2 separate regions of the Hordeum vulgare genome follow, and region 1 is linked to region 2. A link is a contact called in public Hi-C data. All regions are on one chromosome and are shown on one strand. The core of a region is the stretch at or near the end of the contact, and the rest is flanking DNA. Distances in the headings are between cores, read along the strand shown. Region 1 holds the start of LOC123425633 (ribosome-recycling factor, chloroplastic). Region 2 holds the start of LOC123425631 (protein TIME FOR COFFEE-like).

Region 1 (3,758 bases), core at 486-2,985, 850 kb before region 2:
TACAGTGCCATTGAAAATTAGATTTTCCTTTGGCGGCTGGCCCGACACTCCTTACCAACAACTGGCGTGATGAACAAGAGGAATATGGCAACCGGGGGTGCATGTCCCCTATGTGGTGTGCAGGACTCCTCGCGCCATGCGCTTATGTCGTGCACCATGGCAAGGAGTACATGGGCTCTTGCCGAACCGGAGCTAGTGTCAAAGATGGCAGAGAATGTGAACCACGGGCGAAGAATTGGCTATTCGACTTAAATGAAACATTGGATCATTGCTTGTTTACATCAATGGTAGTCACTCTATGGGCTATATGGTATACAAGGATAAAAGCAATACATGAAGGAATTTTTCAGTCTCCATAGCAAACCTCATCTTTTCTGACATCATACATAAGCGAGTCTCGCCGAACCCTCCGACAAAGGCTTCTGAACTGGATTCCCAAAGAAGTGTCTTTGCTACGACAAGACAAGCTCCAGTTGTTGCCCAGCCAGACTCTTCCAATTCCCAGGTCGCCTCACCAGTGAGAGTTGTGAAGATGAATGTAGATGTCGCGATAGTGCGCAACAGACGCAGGGGGGGGGGGGGGGGGGGGTGGAGTGGCCGCCATTTGCTGAGACCACACATGGACGTATCTTGGGACTTCGACGGTTGTGGTACAAGGCATAACTGACGTGACGATACTGGAAACTTTCACTTGCACAGAAGCGTTGGCACTAGCACAGGATCTAAATATCAAGAGGTTGAAGGTGGCATGAGATTGCCTGGTTGTGGTGAAGGATATTAATTCAGGAACAAGAGGCCTTCATTCAACAGTAGTACATGAAATAATAGAGCGTACTAATAACTTTACTCTATGTTCTTTTGTCTATGAACGTAGGAATCATAATTTCGAAGCTCACAATCTCGTCAAATCGGCATGTACTCTAGGCTTACGTAGACATGTTTGGTTGGTCATTTCTCATGACCCGAACCGTTTACCTATGAACATTCTTAGTGATTAATAAAGTAGCAAAATTTCTCAAAAAAAAACTGGTCCATTTTTGCATGTACTCACGTTTGTTCGCTTGCGCGAGCACATTTGCTTAGCCCGGTTGCTCTTTTTTTAGTTTTATTTGTTTCTTTAATGGTTTTTATTCGTTCTCTCCAGTTTTCTTTGTCTTTTCCATTTGTTTTATTTTTCTTTCTCATGTTTTCTATGGTTTCTTTCATCAGTTCTCGCCTATTTTTTCTGGTTTTCTTTAGTAAACTAATATAAAAGTGTTTAATTTTCTTCCTTTTTTTCTTTTCCCTTTTTAACACATGTGTACATTTTTCATATGCACTGTACATTTTTTAATATATATTAGGAAAGTTTTTTACATGTGTTTAAAATATTAGAAATACGTGATGAACATTTTTTTCACATATCTTTTGATGTCTACTTTTTTCATACCTTGTACATTTTTCATATACATATAATGTTCTTATAAATGTTTCATATTTATTAAATATTTTTTTTAAAAAACATGCTTTGAATTTTTTATTGAATACACGTGGTAAACATTTTTTTAAATGCACGTTGGAAACGTTTTGAAATTTATGTACTGAGCGCAGGAAATGTTTTTCATGATAAAACAAATTCTCTGAGCTATGTAAACTTTTTTCCTCTCAAGTTTTACATACGGCCCATAAGAAATTGCTGACATATAGGCCACCAAGCATAATTGGACCCAAGCATGCGCTACTAGCCCACGAGAGCTCACAAACCTCTTCGGCCATTTCCCTCCCTCCCCCCTCCCTCCTCCTTCTCCCTCTCCTTATCCACAATTTCCACACCAATCCACCACTTTCCACTCGGCCTTCCTCTCGCTACCACTCCGCCTGCTGCCGCGCCATGGCGCTCCACGCCGTCTCCCCTGCGGCGGCGGCACCTCCGCCCCGCGCCCTCTCCTCTGCCCGTCTGCCCCAGCGCCCAGGTTGCTCCTCCTCCCTCCGTCCTTTCCCGCTTCGTTGAAACCCGCGAGTATCACACAGCTTTTATCATTCATGATACGGGTTGCGGCGTAGTAAGCACTAAGCACTGTAGCGCTAAGACGAACCCCAGGTCAGGAATGCAGTGGCATACAAATGCCGGTGCTTTTATCGCTTCTCCGTTCACGGAACAACCTTTGCGACCAGTGCAGTTAGGTTGCTGTTTGCATCGCGCCAACATATAGACAAACTAAGACTGAATCGGATTTGGAACGGCAAGTTCTATACTCCACTGTGCACTTGGATATGTAATTGAGAGTCATTTCAGCCTGCATTTCACGATACTTGAGGAAAATACAGTATGTACTAGTATTACTTTACTTGTGGTTTTGAGCTAATGTCTGTTGGAATACTAGTATTTCTTTGCACTTAAATGGGTAGATATCAGCAGTACTGGATATCAGGAACCATTGACAGCTGCTATCCTTCACAATTCAGGCTCATTCAGAAGTGACTGAAGCCATTTATAAACCGATGTATCACATGAAATTCATCACTGGATGTTTGTTGTTTCTCGTGGAAGACTGGTGAGACAGACGTAGTAGCTAATGTGGCTCCAAGTAACTAGGAGTAGTTTCTACTCACTCCATCTGGAATTAGTTGACTCTCAAACGGATGTATCTAGACGTATTTCAGTGCTAGATACATCTGTTTGAGCGTGAACTAATTTCGGATGGAGGAAGTAGATCAGAGCGGACCTCTTGTGCATCAGCAAGAAATAATGTGACAAGGCATCATCAGTCATCAGAGCATACTGCATTCAACGTGTTGTGGTTCTTTCTCAGAACTGCTTCTACCTTATGTACATATTCGTACTAGTTTACCAAGTAACCAGAGCACATATTCCTACTAGAACTCATTAGTGGACAAGGTCTCATCAGAGATTGCCGTATTTCACAGGTTGTGGTTGTCTCTCAAACCGTTCATCCTTGTTAAGTTCGCCCACAAACTTCATGAAAATTCAGTCTGGAGCAGTGGGTTTCTTTGGTGTGCCTTTGGTTCTTCAACACTCGGACAAGAGGCGAGTAGTCTTGCATTTAAATATTTCTTGTACTTAATGAGCTTCAAGTTAATCTTCGTTAACTTGTGATTATCATGTATCAGAGCAGTTTTGAGGCATGCCACTAATGAAGAAATTGAGGAAGAAAAGACAATCGTTGAAGAACAAGCTGTAAATAACAATGCAATTCTGTATTAGAAGTATTAATATTTGCCTTGTAAAGTCTATTACGTATGGTGCTAACTAGCTGGCACTATGTATTGTCAGAAAGAAAAGATGGAGAAGGCCATTGAAACAGTTCAGTCGAACTTCAATACCGTGAGGACTGGGCGGGCAAACCCGTCTATGCTTGACAGGATTGAGGTTTGATGATTTAGCTTTGTTCCTTTTTATATATTCTGAAAGTAACAATTGCATGATAGCACCCGTCATTCCGTGTGATGTTCTTTCTATATCTGTATAACAATTTAATTGGTTTTACTTCATAACTAGGCTACGTGTGAACCAGTAGTTATTTCAGTAGGCTAATGATTACCATTAAATTCTGCACTGATATCAGAGGGACAATGTGTGGTCAATACAATTCACTGATATTGTTTGGAAACAATTGAATTAGCGTATGCAATTAAGACTAAAGCACAAAGAGGTTACTGTGCAAAGGTGAAGCAGCTCAAATGGCGAATAATTCCTTGCAGGTTGAGTACTATGGAACTCCTGTAAACTTGAAGACTATTGCACAAGTAAATACTCC
Region 2 (3,776 bases), core at 698-3,197:
CTATCACAACACCAATAATAATAAAAAAATCCAAATGGCCCACCTCTTTGTCGCCGTGATGGCCTCCCCATTCCTGGCCTCAGAGCCGACCGGCGCAGCAGCAGCCTCGCCGTCGGGCTTGACTGGTGGCGCCGGCGGCTCGGCCCGGCTCTCGGGCCCGTGATCCCGTCGATCTGATTCGCTGGCCCGGAGCTCTGGATCTCTTCCTCTGTGGTCCTCCCTCTTCTCTGGCTGCTCCCGGGTAGCCTCCTGCTGCGCGCCAGCCGTGGCGGAGGCAGCGGCGGTGGTGCTGGCGCCACTTTCGGCCACAGCCGACACCGACGGCTTCGCATCTGATCTTGGCACCGGAAGCACTTCCTGCCTTGAGGGCGGCTCTGCCGTGTCCGGCTTTGCTGGGCTCGGCGGGCGGTTCTCGTTGTCGTACTTGACCAGCCGTGGCCGCTTCCTCTTTGGGGCTGGGAAAAGCAGTGAGGAAGTTTATTAGACCCACAAAACCAAAATTAGCAACAAAAAATCGTTACAAGATTAAAATTGACGAGCTGCTACCTGTAGTGGTGAGAGAGGCTGAATCTGCCGGCCGGACGCCAGATGACGACGGAGCCGGCGAAGAGTTCCCAGACTTGGCCTCCGGCGCGTCCTTTGGCTCCGGCTTGTGATTCATGTTCTCCTGCTTGGGAGGGCAGGGGAACTGCCGCGTCAGGCCAAATAGCACCTCGGCGACCTCGATCTCCTCCTGGATGAAGGACGGCGACTTGGAAATCTTTGGTTGTGATGGCTGAGGCGGCGCTGCCGAAGGAGCTGAGGCCGGCGACGGCCGCTGCTTCGGTGCAGGTCCAGAACCGCCGCCGCTGCTCCCACCGCCACCAATCGTTTTCTGTGAGACATCGGAGAGGGAGAGAAATCAGTAAGTGCTAGAGTTAAGGAATCATGAGGGGAGATGGATTCTGTCGGCCTGAAAAAAACGCACCAGCTTTTTCCTAACAGGGGCGGTGGTCGATGTGGAAGCCGGCGAGATCGGCCGTGAAGGACGCTGGATCTGCGAGGCTTCTACAGCGCCGGCGCCGCCGGTTCCACCGCCGGGGCCTGTCCACTCGTGCGAAGACCTCTTGGTGGAAGCTGCGGAAAACACGAGGAACAACGGTGAGATTAGGGAAGAAGAGGAGATAAGAAACAGGAAGAAGCGGCAACAAGGGCGGAAAATTGCGTGCTTTGTGGTTGTGGTGCGTACCTGAGCGCGCCTTCCTGGGGACTGGAACACCGATCATTTCGTCGGCGGCCTTCCATACTATGGGGCTCTTCGGATTGGAGCCCCCCTTCCGGTGCATCTGCTGCTGGCCGTGGTGGTGGTGGTTGTTGTAACCGCCGCCGCCGCCGCTGCTGCTGCTGCTGTGGTGGTGGCCGGCGCCGCTCGGCTGAGGCGGGGACGGCGGAGGCGCCGTGCTGGGCGAGCGGCGCTGCACCGGCGGGTACCTGGGCGCGGAGGCCGGTCCGAGGTCCTCGTCGGCGTCGTCATCGTCGTCGCCGAGGCTGTCGTCGGATGTGTCGTCGCCGTCGTCGCGGCCGTTGCCGTTGAGCATGAGGCGATCCCCCCGCCTCCTGTCGGACCGAGGCGAGTCCCTCGGCCCCGCGCCGCCGGAGACGCCGCCGCCGTTGCTCCTGAGCCGCCGCCGCGGCGGAGGCGCCCCGCCGGACATGGACACGGCGGCCCTCCTGCCTTCCCGGATCCGCTCCATGTCAGATCTGAGGCATGCGCCTCCGATCTCCCTCCCTCCTAGTCGCCGCCGGCGTCCCGGCAGACCGCCGCCGCGCAGATCCGCGCACCAACCGCCTCAACAAATCCCCACGGGCAGAGCGAGAGAGCCCGCCCTCCTTCTCCTTCCCCTCGTGCTCACAAGTATCTCTCCTCTCTCTCTCTCTCTCTCTGTATCGGTGGTGGTGCTGCTCCTCCTAGAGAGTGCTCTCCTCTCTTCTCTCCCTCGGCTGGAATGGCTGCTGCTTCTCTGGTGTGGCCTCCTCCCCTCCCCTTGTGGCTCGCTTTCTAGGCCTCATCCTCTTTTTGTCGCTGCCCATCCCCGCATCCGACGGCCAGGATCCGCCCGACGCATCCGACGGCCCCGACCCCCGCGCGCCTGCCACCGTGGCCGCCCCCACCGCCTACCACCCAACACGCGATAAAATCTCGTGGACGCTTCCTTACGCCACAAGCATGGCCCGATGACCGACACGTGGCGGGGCAGCCGAGCGGGGTGAAACCCACCGGCAACGGGAGGTGGGTGGTTGATGGATGGCGGCACGCCCGTTTGTTCGCTTCCCTAACAAATCTTTTTATCCTCTTGTAAAAACTCAACACTCCACGCAAAATAAAGCAAGAATAATACAATACGAGTACATAAAGATGAAATGGCGCTACGCCATCGGCTTTGGCACGGGACCACCGCGCGCGGGGTCCGCGTGGACGGATGGGCCGCCTGATCTGGACAGTGCGGTGCGGTTTAACCGGGCTGACGTGGCGCCTGCGCGCACCGGTTGGTTGCTACGGGTGGGTTAAAAGGGCACGAGGAAAGTCTCCAGGCAGCAGCAGCGGCAGTGGAGGCGGGCGGGGCCCACGCGCGGGCCCGGGCATCTCCCGTCTCATCCGCTTTTCTTTCCTTTTTCTTTTTCTCTTTCCTAACGTTCTGCTCGTGGGCTCCGACGTGGCGGAGGGGGTGACGTCGGCGGGGCCCGCCGGCCACCAACCTTCACCGCACCACTGGCCTACTTCTACTCTGATGAATTATTAGTAAGATATTCCTTGAAAACACCCAGTAGTTTAATATCATTACCACGGAGGAGATCCGGAAGATGTCATTGTATACGCGGATTGGCGCGGTTTTACTTACACTAACTTTGGAGCATTGAAGGCCGGTAAATTTAAATTTAAATGTTTTCGCTGTGGTGTGGTGTGGTGCGGTGCGGGGCGTCGTGTTCTGGATCCAGACGCCACCGGCATCGGGTGCATATATGCATGGCGACGTACTGCTGCTCGCTTTAAATTGCAAGTTTTTTAAACGAGCCACGTGCGCCTTCTTTCCAGCATTGTACACCCAAATTGAATTTTGAAAAGAAATAAAGAGTAATTCAAGGCATATTTTCAGTAGGTGGCTATCAATGAAAATATGCCTGCGAATCACTTTTTTTTTTTAAAAAACTCAATTTGGGTGTATTTTTGGAAAACAAAGTTAGAGGATCGATTTTGTTTTTTTATCATGACTTTACAAATATGATTTCATGATGAAATTTTGAATGCACAACAAGTATTTCCAAAATATATCATTTCTTTAAATTTATTATTTTATTTTGAACATTTGTGCCTAGTTATAGAAACTCCGCGTCCGTTGTAGGCTTCTTTTTGCTTATGTCACTGAGTGTATGTAGAAGGTACATGTGGTGTTTAATTTGACGTGGTTAGCAAGGACACAAGATTTTGATTCATGAAAAGGGAAAGGACATATGGATAGTAAACTTTGAATGCAATGGACAACAACAAGCACACGCTTCCTCAAAGAAGGGCATCAAGAACATTTTTCCTTGGCATCTCGATTAACTCAATAAAACGTGGGTGTTCCCTCCTCCTCCCCTCCCTCGCACATCGACAAACACACACGACATGCACATGTGTGCCCTTTTTGTGTGTTTGTGTGCGTTGTTGCTCACCCCGCATGCCCATAGTTTGGGAAGACCATGTGTCCTTGAAGCTTCGCCCGTTGGCCAACTTCACACCTATGCTTATTGCATTT

Evidence for each region. Hi-C and Micro-C count contacts between places; a contact is called where the count stands out from the background.
Region 1: a Hi-C map of leaf shows a contact between it and region 2, with 4 times the contacts expected there. The contact joins the promoter of LOC123425633 here to the promoter of LOC123425631 in region 2. A contact is called at or near these places in 3 of 6 Hi-C or Micro-C datasets (leaf and seedling) and 1 of 1 datasets of contacts at active chromatin or transcription factors (embryo).

The regions. Positions count from the first base shown.
Region 1 is chr2H:154,110,223-154,113,980 of MorexV3_pseudomolecules_assembly, reverse strand. LOC123425633 (ribosome-recycling factor, chloroplastic) reads left to right here and starts at 1,735. Exons shown (of 12, transcript XM_045109330.1): 1 at 1,735-1,952; 2 at 2,908-3,028; 3 at 3,112-3,178; 4 at 3,275-3,370; 5 at 3,703-3,758. The coding sequence starts at 1,871.
Region 2 is chr2H:153,262,276-153,266,051 of MorexV3_pseudomolecules_assembly, reverse strand. LOC123425631 (protein TIME FOR COFFEE-like) reads right to left here and starts at 1,947. Exons shown (of 12, transcript XM_045109329.1): 1 at 1,229-1,947; 2 at 968-1,116; 3 at 547-874; 4 at 44-455. The coding sequence starts at 1,733. LOC123425632 (a long non-coding RNA gene) reads left to right here and starts at 2,120. Exons shown (of 5, transcript XR_006621867.1): 1 at 2,120-3,776.